Linked DNA regions of Mus musculus: all the other regions are linked to region 1. Evidence: chromatin contacts called from public HiChIP or PLAC-seq data. All regions are on one chromosome and are shown on one strand. The core of a region is the stretch at or near the end of the contact, and the rest is flanking DNA. Distances in the headings are between cores, read along the strand shown. Region 1 has its middle 63 kb from the start of Gm42209. Region 2 has its middle 23 kb from the start of Zfp267. Region 3 holds the start of Zfp267 (zinc finger protein 267).

The links. HiChIP or PLAC-seq counts read pairs in DNA pulled down with a chosen protein or histone mark.
Region 2: a FOXA1 HiChIP or PLAC-seq map of pancreatic cancer cells shows a contact between it and region 1. The contact joins two enhancer-like sites. A contact is called at or near these places in 3 of 15 datasets of contacts at CTCF or cohesin (all in embryonic stem cells), 31 of 484 Hi-C or Micro-C datasets (bone marrow-derived macrophages, differentiating embryonic stem cells, embryonic stem cells and 8 more), 7 of 115 datasets of contacts at active chromatin or transcription factors (embryonic stem cells and pancreatic cancer cells) and 3 of 9 other capture datasets (embryonic stem cells, liver and pancreatic islet).
Region 3: a contact with region 1 is called in an HNF4G HiChIP or PLAC-seq map of pancreatic cancer cells. The contact joins the promoter of Zfp267 here to the enhancer-like site in region 1. A contact is called at or near these places in 1 of 484 Hi-C or Micro-C datasets (embryonic stem cells), 7 of 115 datasets of contacts at active chromatin or transcription factors (embryonic stem cells and pancreatic cancer cells) and 2 of 9 other capture datasets (liver and pancreatic islet).

Annotation. Positions count from the first base shown.
Region 1 is chr3:36,341,941-36,344,640 of GRCm38.p6, forward strand. No RefSeq gene overlaps it. Among named protein-coding and RNA genes, the nearest start is that of Gm42209, 63 kb to the right of the region's middle. Within about 2 kb of position 1,316, at least 6 of the 459 cell types and tissues checked have an H3K27ac peak or open chromatin away from gene starts, as enhancers often do. A contact at or near this core is called in pancreatic cancer cells, where this site is marked.
Region 2 is chr3:36,172,288-36,175,188 of GRCm38.p6, forward strand. No RefSeq gene overlaps it. Among named protein-coding and RNA genes, the nearest start is that of Zfp267, 23 kb to the left of the region's middle. Within about 2 kb of position 1,639, at least 12 of the 459 cell types and tissues checked have an H3K27ac peak or open chromatin away from gene starts, as enhancers often do. A contact at or near this core is called in pancreatic cancer cells, where this site is marked.
Region 3 is chr3:36,149,807-36,152,909 of GRCm38.p6, forward strand. Zfp267 (zinc finger protein 267) reads left to right here and starts at 1,274. Exons shown (of 4, transcript NM_001101478.1): 1 at 1,274-1,389. The coding sequence starts at 1,387.

The DNA of each region.
Region 1 (2,700 bases), core at 66-2,565:
TTAAATAATAGCTGACCATATGGGGCTGGAGAGGTAGCTCAGCGGTTAAGAGCACTGACCATAAAGATCTATTAACCTGCTTGGAAATATGCCACTAGCCCCACTAAATTCATCCTTTTGGAATTGTTATGTTTTGATGATTTATATTAATAATGATGTTACCTGTTCTGTTTGTGATTCACTGAACACATAGTTTCAGAGTTGTAATGCTTAGAAGATTTTTGTGCTTTACTGTGCCAAATGATTTTTGTTGGTATTTGTGATTGTTTCGCTGGATACAGATTCTAAGAGATGTAATGTCTAGTTTTTTAATATATAAAATCCCTTGCTTGAGAGCTGCAAAATACACTCAGATTCAAAGTGTGTCTGTGTTTGTTTCTGTTTGTCACCGCCGAATCCTTACCCACCTAGCTTCGAGGACCCTCATTCCAGGGACCCCCATACCCGACTGGGGTGGTCTGTGGCACTATATCTTAAGCCAGTGACACAGTTAGGCATCGTCACATGATACAGATTCTGCAGACAAGCAGAGTGAAGAGTAAGGAGGTCTGGGAGGCTTGTATCAAGGCTCCAGAAAACTGCTGAGACGGGGAAACATGCACCCAGGCTGGGTTTTCTGAATGGAGTGTTCAAATGACCTGGTTATGAAAGTGAAGGTGAGACATAAGCTGTGGCAGGATCCCAAGGATGCTGAGGATTCCAATAATGAGCAGCAGCTGGCAAAGAAAGATGTCAGCACAAAATGGAGGCAGTCCAAGAGTAAGGCAACGTGTGCCACAGGCAGCAGAGCTGGAGGGACAGAGCTAGTCAAGCCCTTTGGGACCCAGCTGATTCTAGAAAGAGCCCTTGGCACCGAACATGGAGCTGCAAGATTTGGGTGTTTGCTTTGCTGGGTTTCAATTCACCATCCCTTGCTAGGCCACCCTTTCCTCCCATTTGAAATGAGACTGCTCAGTCTGTGCAATTGTACACTGGAAGTGTGTAACCTGGGTGTTATTTATTTCGTTGTTTGGTTTTTGAGTCTGTTTCTTCACAGAGGATCACAGTTAGTAGGTTACCTTGAATCTCAGAAAAGTCTGGATGTTGGACTTTTGAATTGTGTTGGAACTTGAAGACCAATGTCTCAATAGTGTTCTCCTCCTCCTCCTCCTCCTTCTTTTTGGATATTTTCTTTATTTATATTACAAATGCTTTCTCCTTTCCAGGTCTCCCTTTGATCTCTTTCTGCTTCCCGACTGCACATGACGTTGATAAAGCGTCTCACACCCCAGCTACCATCCCTTCCCTACCACGTAGTGCTGCGTTCTCAAACAATGAGTCAAAACAAACCCTTTCTTTGTTAAGTTGCTTTTATTAGGGATTTTACCTTAGACACTAGGGAAGTAACTAATGTTGCTATCGCCTTTTGCTCTGAGAAGTGACCACACTATTAGCTCCCTCCCAGCTTCCCTTGAATCCAACAAAAGACACACACACACACACACACACACACACACACAGTTTGCTCCTTTTCCACTTGCCTTAAGACACTATTTCCCACTGGAAAAGCATGCCCTTAATAATATTTTTAACCTCTGCTCCTCCCACCTTCGCTAAATTTCAGTGGTTAGTCCCACCTAGCCACTGCCAAACATCCATGACCACCTGCCTGTAGTAGTGGCCACAGACCCCAGCTCTCACATGGTTTCTTCTTCTTCTTCTTCTTCTTCTTCTTCTTCTTCTTCTTCTTCTTCTTCTTCTTCTTCTTCTTCTTCTTCTTTCTTCTTCTTCTTCTTCTTCTTCTTCTTCTTCTTCTTCTTCTTCCTCCTCCTCCTCCTCCTCCTCCTCCTCCTCCTCCTCCTCCTCCTCCTCCTGCTCCTCCTCCTTCTCCTCCTCCTCCTTCTTCTCCTCTTTCTCCTCTTTCTCCTTTTCCTCCTCCAAAGCATGGCAGAAAATTTCCTCCTCTTTTTCCTTATGACTGTCTTATCCTCCTGGGATCTGGAAGTCTGGCCTGTTCCTTTCTTATTGGGGAACAGGACCTTAGCACTAGAAGTGCCCCCTTCAAATGAACACAAGCCCCATCTTTGGATTTGATTTGATTATCTGTGGGGCACATGGAACCCATTCCCCACAGTTATTAAGTAATGTATTTTGGTGACTGAAAACTGACTCATATTATGTGGTAGTATTTAGCTGCTCTATGGTAAATACAACACATGCACACAGAAAATGTCTACAATAAGGGCTGCCTTACTGCTCTTAGGAATTTTGAAGAATGTGGGTGTAGTTTAGAGAAATGTTAAGAATTGGAAAAACTTACAGCTTAATTGTCTGAGGATAGAAATGATCGTGAAGATAGGAATGGAGTGATAGGAAAGGAGGGAACGATTGGCAAGAGTCTCATCCTGTGTTGGCAGAATGGGTAGGACTAAAGACATAATGTAGGATTAGTTTTAGAGAAGAGAACACTTTATTCATGTTGACAAATTGTAGAACCCATGGGCGTGGGGATGGTAGGTTCTTGTTGAGAAAACAGTTTCTTCTTAATTGCTACTAGTTTCTTAGTAATAAAAAAAAGAAGAAAACCCTAGGTCTTTAAATGAGAATAAACAGGAGACAGGGGGGAAAACGGTGCCAAGAAAGAACTACAAAATGCTTGTCTTGTGACAAGGGAGATCAAATTGGTATGGAGGCATGATAGGATTTCTGTACCCTCACGGG
Region 2 (2,901 bases), core at 389-2,888, 170 kb before region 1:
TGCTAGGATTTGAACTCAGGACCTTCAGAAGAACAGTCAGTGCTCTTAACCACTGAGCCATCTCTCCAGCCCCCCATAAAATTATTTTCACTGCTACTTCATTACTGTAATTTTGCTACAGTTATGAATTATAATGTAAATACCTTTGGAGATAGAAGTTTGTCAAGGAGGTTGTGACCCACAAGTTAAGAACTATAGTATAGTAGAGTGAAGTATAGTAGTCTCTTTGGAAGTGCTGGGCTGGTGGTTGCTGTGGAAGGCACTTGCCCCCCCACCCAACTCACACTGCTTGCAGCACATTCTCTGACTCAATGGCTCCTAGGAAACCAAGGCCTCCTTCTTTTCCTCTTCTTTTGGACCTGAAGATTCCCAGGGCTTGAATGAGCACCAAGATAGTGGTACAATTAGATAGTAGATTACAAGGCTCTAGTTCTCTTTGCTGCTCCCCCAAATACCTTTCTTCTGTCTTCACCAAGATCTTCCCCTCTTAATCACTCTACTCATATCTCACAAGTATAACTCATATTATGACCTACAAGATAGAAGGTCTTTGTGGTAAAACAAAACAACCGCCACAGATAAGGTTGCAAGCTGCTGAGAGCAGGGCCAGGGCCTGATGTCTGATTCTGCTTAGGCCATACACAATTCCTTGGACATGAGGCAGGTCAGTAGAGGTCTGTCACAGACAGATACCCAGAATCCCCTTAGGGTGCTCTGACTGATCAAGAAATTCATCCTCCAGGTACTTTTCATAAAGAAATAAACAGGCCAAGAGAAAAAGGCAAAGGTCAGGAATGTCCATGGTAATGTTACTCTTAAAGAGACATTGAAGATAATGAGGTGCTGAGCTGTTGATCATACAGTCTCATAATAAAGTATTGGTCTGTGAGTGAAAAGCTGGCTTAGATGTCTGCGCAGTGACATGGACAGATGTCAGGATATGTGGTCAAGCAAATACAGGAAGAGAACAAAGCAAATATGTCAGCTCAATAAAATATTTATGTCACAGACACAATAAATTGCCATCAGACAGGTTAATTCTCTGGTCTGTGTGCCTGGACCATTCCCAGCCAGGATTGCTGCTTGGCAACCCGGGTAGATGTCCTATAATCTCAAAAATGTCAGAGAGCACCCCATATTTCAGTAACAAACTTCACAGGTAGAGGAGTGTGGCTTGTAGAAGAGTGAGCGAGTAGCTCAGAAGTAGAAGATTCTCCTCTCAGAAGAGACCTCACTGCACGGAACTTTCCAGATGCTTACCTCACATCCGTCATTTCCCAAGCGGAGCAAACTCACTTCGTGCTCTCTAGAATACAGGTGGTTGTCTCGCAGACTATTCAGACAGAGCTAAGATGCCATTAATGCTTCTCTGCAGAATTCTCCGGGAAACAATGGGGATTTCTGTTGAGTTGAGAATAGGCTTGGTGTGGTGTGTTGAGTGGCACCTCAGCCCATGTCTGTTCCTCCCTATCTGGCCCCATCGGTCATGATTGGCCTAAATGTTGCTGAAGACTCTGGAGGGTCCTTGCTTCTCAGGTCTGGAGGCCCAGTCACCAAGCCTCTGTATCTGGAAACCAAGGCAGGAACACTCATCTGGCTGACTTTCTTGCCTGTGTGCTTGTTGATCTTATCAGACACACTCTGCAGCCTTGGCAACTCTTACCCCAGCACAGGCACAGCCACTAATGCCCGGGCATGAGTCATCTCTGCTCATTGGGGAGCTTTGTTTGTTCCATAAAGTTCATAAAGAATCAATCTAGTATAAAAGTCATTACTTTTTACCAAAAGTATATCTGGTTCCCCTACCAGATGTTATTAATGTGCAAGCATGATACTACTCTCATGATGTCTACAAGTCCTATGAGAATTTGTGTCTACTACATACGCATCGGTAGTTGGTGAGGTCAGACTTCTGGAATTGGAGTTCTTGGCAGTTGTCAGCTGTGAGTGCTAAGAGCCTAACCTGGATCACCTACAAGAGTGGGAAAGTGCTCTGAACTACTGAGCCATCTCTCTACCCTACAGTACACATCTCTACTCTATAGTTTTGAAATGCAGATCTCTCCTTCTATCTCTGCCCATCCTTTTATTCATTTCCAATCTTGTTAAGACAGTGTCTACAAAATTCAATTCTAAGTCCTGGAAATGGATTCTCTCTTAGGTTCATTCTTCTCACTTGTAATAATCGTCTTCTTCCTTCTCTACAAACTATCCTTTGACATGGAGCAAATCCTCGGACCGGTGTATAGGCTGCATAGGTAGATTCTCAAGTTTTGTCTTAAACCTAACAGGACAAGTTTGGTTCAAAAGTGTAGCTGATCTCTCCCTCTCCCTCTCCCTCTCCCTCTCCCTCTCCCTCTCCCTCTCCCTCTCCCTCTCCCTCTCCCTCTCCCTCTCCCTTCCCCTCCCCCTCCCTCCCCCTCTCCCTCTCCCTCTCCCTCCCCTCTCTCTCATAGGACAAAGGCTAGAAAGATAGCTAGAAAGAGTGCACACTGCTCTTGCAGAAAATCCATGCTCAGTTTCCACCATCCATGCCAAGCATTTTAAAACTGCCTATAATTCCAGTGATATTACTCCACTGACCACTATGGCAAACTCCATGTACTCAAGGGTTTGTTGTTGTTGAGTATTTATTTACGTATTTCAAAAATCTATTTATTTTATTTTATGCACGTGTTTGCCTGCATACATGTATGTGCACCATGTGTGTGACCTGGTGTCTGTGAAGAGCCAATAAAGTGTTGGCTATTGAGTGCCCTGGAACTGGAGTTGCAAATGGTTGTGAGCTTCCAGGTTGTGGGTGCTGAGAACTGAACCCAGGCTCTCAGCAAGAGCAGCAAGTGCTCTCAATCACTGAGGCACCTCTCTAGCCACCTCAATAGTTTTAATTATGTGTGTGCA
Region 3 (3,103 bases), core at 24-2,523, 190 kb before region 1:
ATTCACTGGGACCTAAAAGAAATATTGGCAGGAAACTGTGTTGCTTCACTTCTGACATAAATGGGAGAGATTCTCAGGTTCCCCTCACTTTCTTGAGGTCAGGAAAATTATAGCTCTCAGAAGAGGACTGTGACAGACGTGACCTGAAACCTGCTGAAGACCCGAATTTGGATGATTTAGTATAGTAACATATATATATATATATATATATATATATATATATATATATATATATATATATACACACACACACACACACACACACACATATATGTGTGTGTATACATATGTGTGCATGTATGTATATGTGTATATGTATGTATGTATGTATGTATACATATATGTATATGTGTGTGTGTGTGTGTGTGTAACCAATTCCACATATGATGATATGTTTGGATATACTGGGTTTTATTACAATCACTGTTTTAACTTTAATATGAACAGTAGAAAATTTTAAATTAAGTAAGTGTCTTAGTCAGGGTTTCTATTCCTGCACAAACATCATGACCAAGAAGCAAGTTGGGGAGGAAAGGGTTTATTAGGCTTACACTTCCATACTGCTGTTCATCATCAAAGGAAGTCAGGACTGGAACTCAAGCAGGTCAGGGAGCAGGAGCTGATGCAGAGGCCATGGAGGGATGTTCTTTACTGGCATGCTTTGCTAGCTTGCTCAGCTTGCTTTCTTATAGAACCCAAGACTACCAGCCCAGAGATGGTCCCACCTACAAGGGGCCTTTCCCCCTTGATCACTAATTGAGAAAATGCCTTACAGTTGGATCTCATGGAGGCATTTCCTCAACTGAAGCTCCTTTCTCTATTGTAACCCCAACTGTGTCAAGTTGACACAAAACTAGCCAGTACAGTAACACTTGAGTATTACTCCCCCTTTCTATATTCAATATTGCTGATTCAGGAGATTTTTTTCCCCTTTTAAAATTTGAAATTCAAGGACAGAGCTCAGGGGGAAATGGTGCCAAAGCTCTTCTCTATTGCGAATAATATACATATATATGATTCATAAATTGGTCTGACTTTATATACAATAGTAAATGGGAATGATTCCTCTAGGGTCAGCTTTACTACAACTGTACCAAAAACTTGTCATTTCAGCCCATAGGGTAGTGCTGGGGCCTGATGGGGCGGGACCGGAAAGTCATCCAATCAGCAGCACGATGGTGAGAACTTCGAATCAGACGTTTAGACAGGGTAGAGGGGGCGGGCCTTCATGCTGTGTTTCTGAAGTCCAGGATCTTGGAATCCTCCTCAGGCTGGGTCTCTTCCGGTGTAGACTGTAGCTCAGCCCTGCGGCATCCGTTTGCCCTGCGTCTGTAGGGTGCCGGGCCATCCACCGGGAGGACGCGGACTCCGCGTAGTCAAGCCACAATGGTGAGTGTGCATGGTGTCCTGAGACTGGAGGGAGGCTGTGTAGAGCCGGTGGGAATCGGCTGCGGCCAGTGCTCGATGTGGGAGGACGGTGAGCACTGCTGAAGCCTGCTGGTGAGTGTGTGCGTGGCGCGGCGAGGCTGGAGGGCTGCGGGGAGCCGAGGGGGAGCCGGCGACTGCATGGGGGGCGACGGCGGCCCCGCCTTCCTGCGGCCGGCCCTTGGGATCGGCCGGCTTGAGGTCCCCCTTGGTGGGCCATGCGTCACCGCGCAGCCTGAGCTGGAGATCCCCGGTACCCGGCCGCGCCCCCGAGCTAGCCGGTGCAGTGAAGGCCCAGGGTCAGACCCTGCTGCCCTGGAGTCCTCAGAGGCTCCAGCCTAGTAGCCCGGATTGTGCGGCGATAACCTGCAAGCGTAGGGCTCCCGCAGGGAAAGTGTTCAGTGAGGTGTCCTGTCCCTCCTCCCGAGCAGTCTAGATAAACGCGAAGCAGAATCTCCTATCCAGATGACTGCTCTTCCCCTGTCCTCGCTTCTCCTCTGGTTGGAGGAAGATTCCTAAATTTCCATCTCCTGACCGCATTCCCAAATGCCCATTTAAAAAATAATATTAACACCCATTTCCCACGCAGCATTTCAAATAGACATACATTTTGCTTGATTGGTTTTTTTCCCCACTCCACACACTGGGCGACATTTTAAAAAGGATTTACCCTATGGATATTTAACATAAAATCACTTGATTTTTTATTAAAACACACACACACAATGCCTCTCATTTTGTCATCCTTAGACACAGGAACCCCAATCAGAATGCTTTGGGGTTGTACTTGCCTTTTGGAGATTTTCCATAGTGATGGGTCTATCTTCATCTGACTCTACTTGGCCCTTTCCTTGCCCGGGTTTCAGAGATGCCAACACCAGCTGCCTTGTCTCCAGTGTCTAGGAGCATCCAATGATGTCAGTGTCTGGGCTGATCGTCCCAGCAGCCTGGGGTGTGAGGCTAGACCGCATTGGGACGCTGCTGGATGTCTTGGTGTTCTCCCATCTGAAACGCACTTGAGCTATCTCAGCCTTTTGATCAATATTCTGCCAGTTGTACTTAGCATGCAGGAGGCCTTCTGGTTGCTTAATTAAATCCTTGCTGCAAGTTTGTAAGAATGAATCCAGACTGCCAAGTAGTCATGGGAGAAGTGTTCTGTAAACCAGTTCTGGGCTTTCCCGCCTTGCTCTGCATCCCTTGTAGGGACGGAAGGTGACAGGGCTCATGGGCCTGCTTGTCCCCTTGTTTAGACTCACTAGCCTTTCTTGCTTCCTTGTTCTGTTGTTATTGTCTCTTTTTCATTTGTTTATTTATCTTCTGAGCTGGATAGGTGCATGCCAGCCATGGGATCCTGTGGGGTGAGAGGATTCTGGTCGTCTGTCCATAAAGGGAATCCCAGGGACCAAACTTAGGTTGACAGTTGTGGCAGCCAGTGCCTTTAACCCACTGAGGCGGTTCCTGAGAGCAGCCATTGGGGAAAAAAAAGTTCTTAAGGGATTAGTAAAAAGGCCTTTTCTTTTTAGCCTGGAAATAAGTCTTGTGAGTTTTCCTTTCTCAGCATGAAGCCGGTCTGCAAGGTAAACCTGGCTGTGGGTTGGCCTTTCTCAGCAGGAGACCCCCGGTAGCTCTAAGCTAGCAAAGAAAGGCCTAATTTTTAAATGTGAAACCACACCATGCT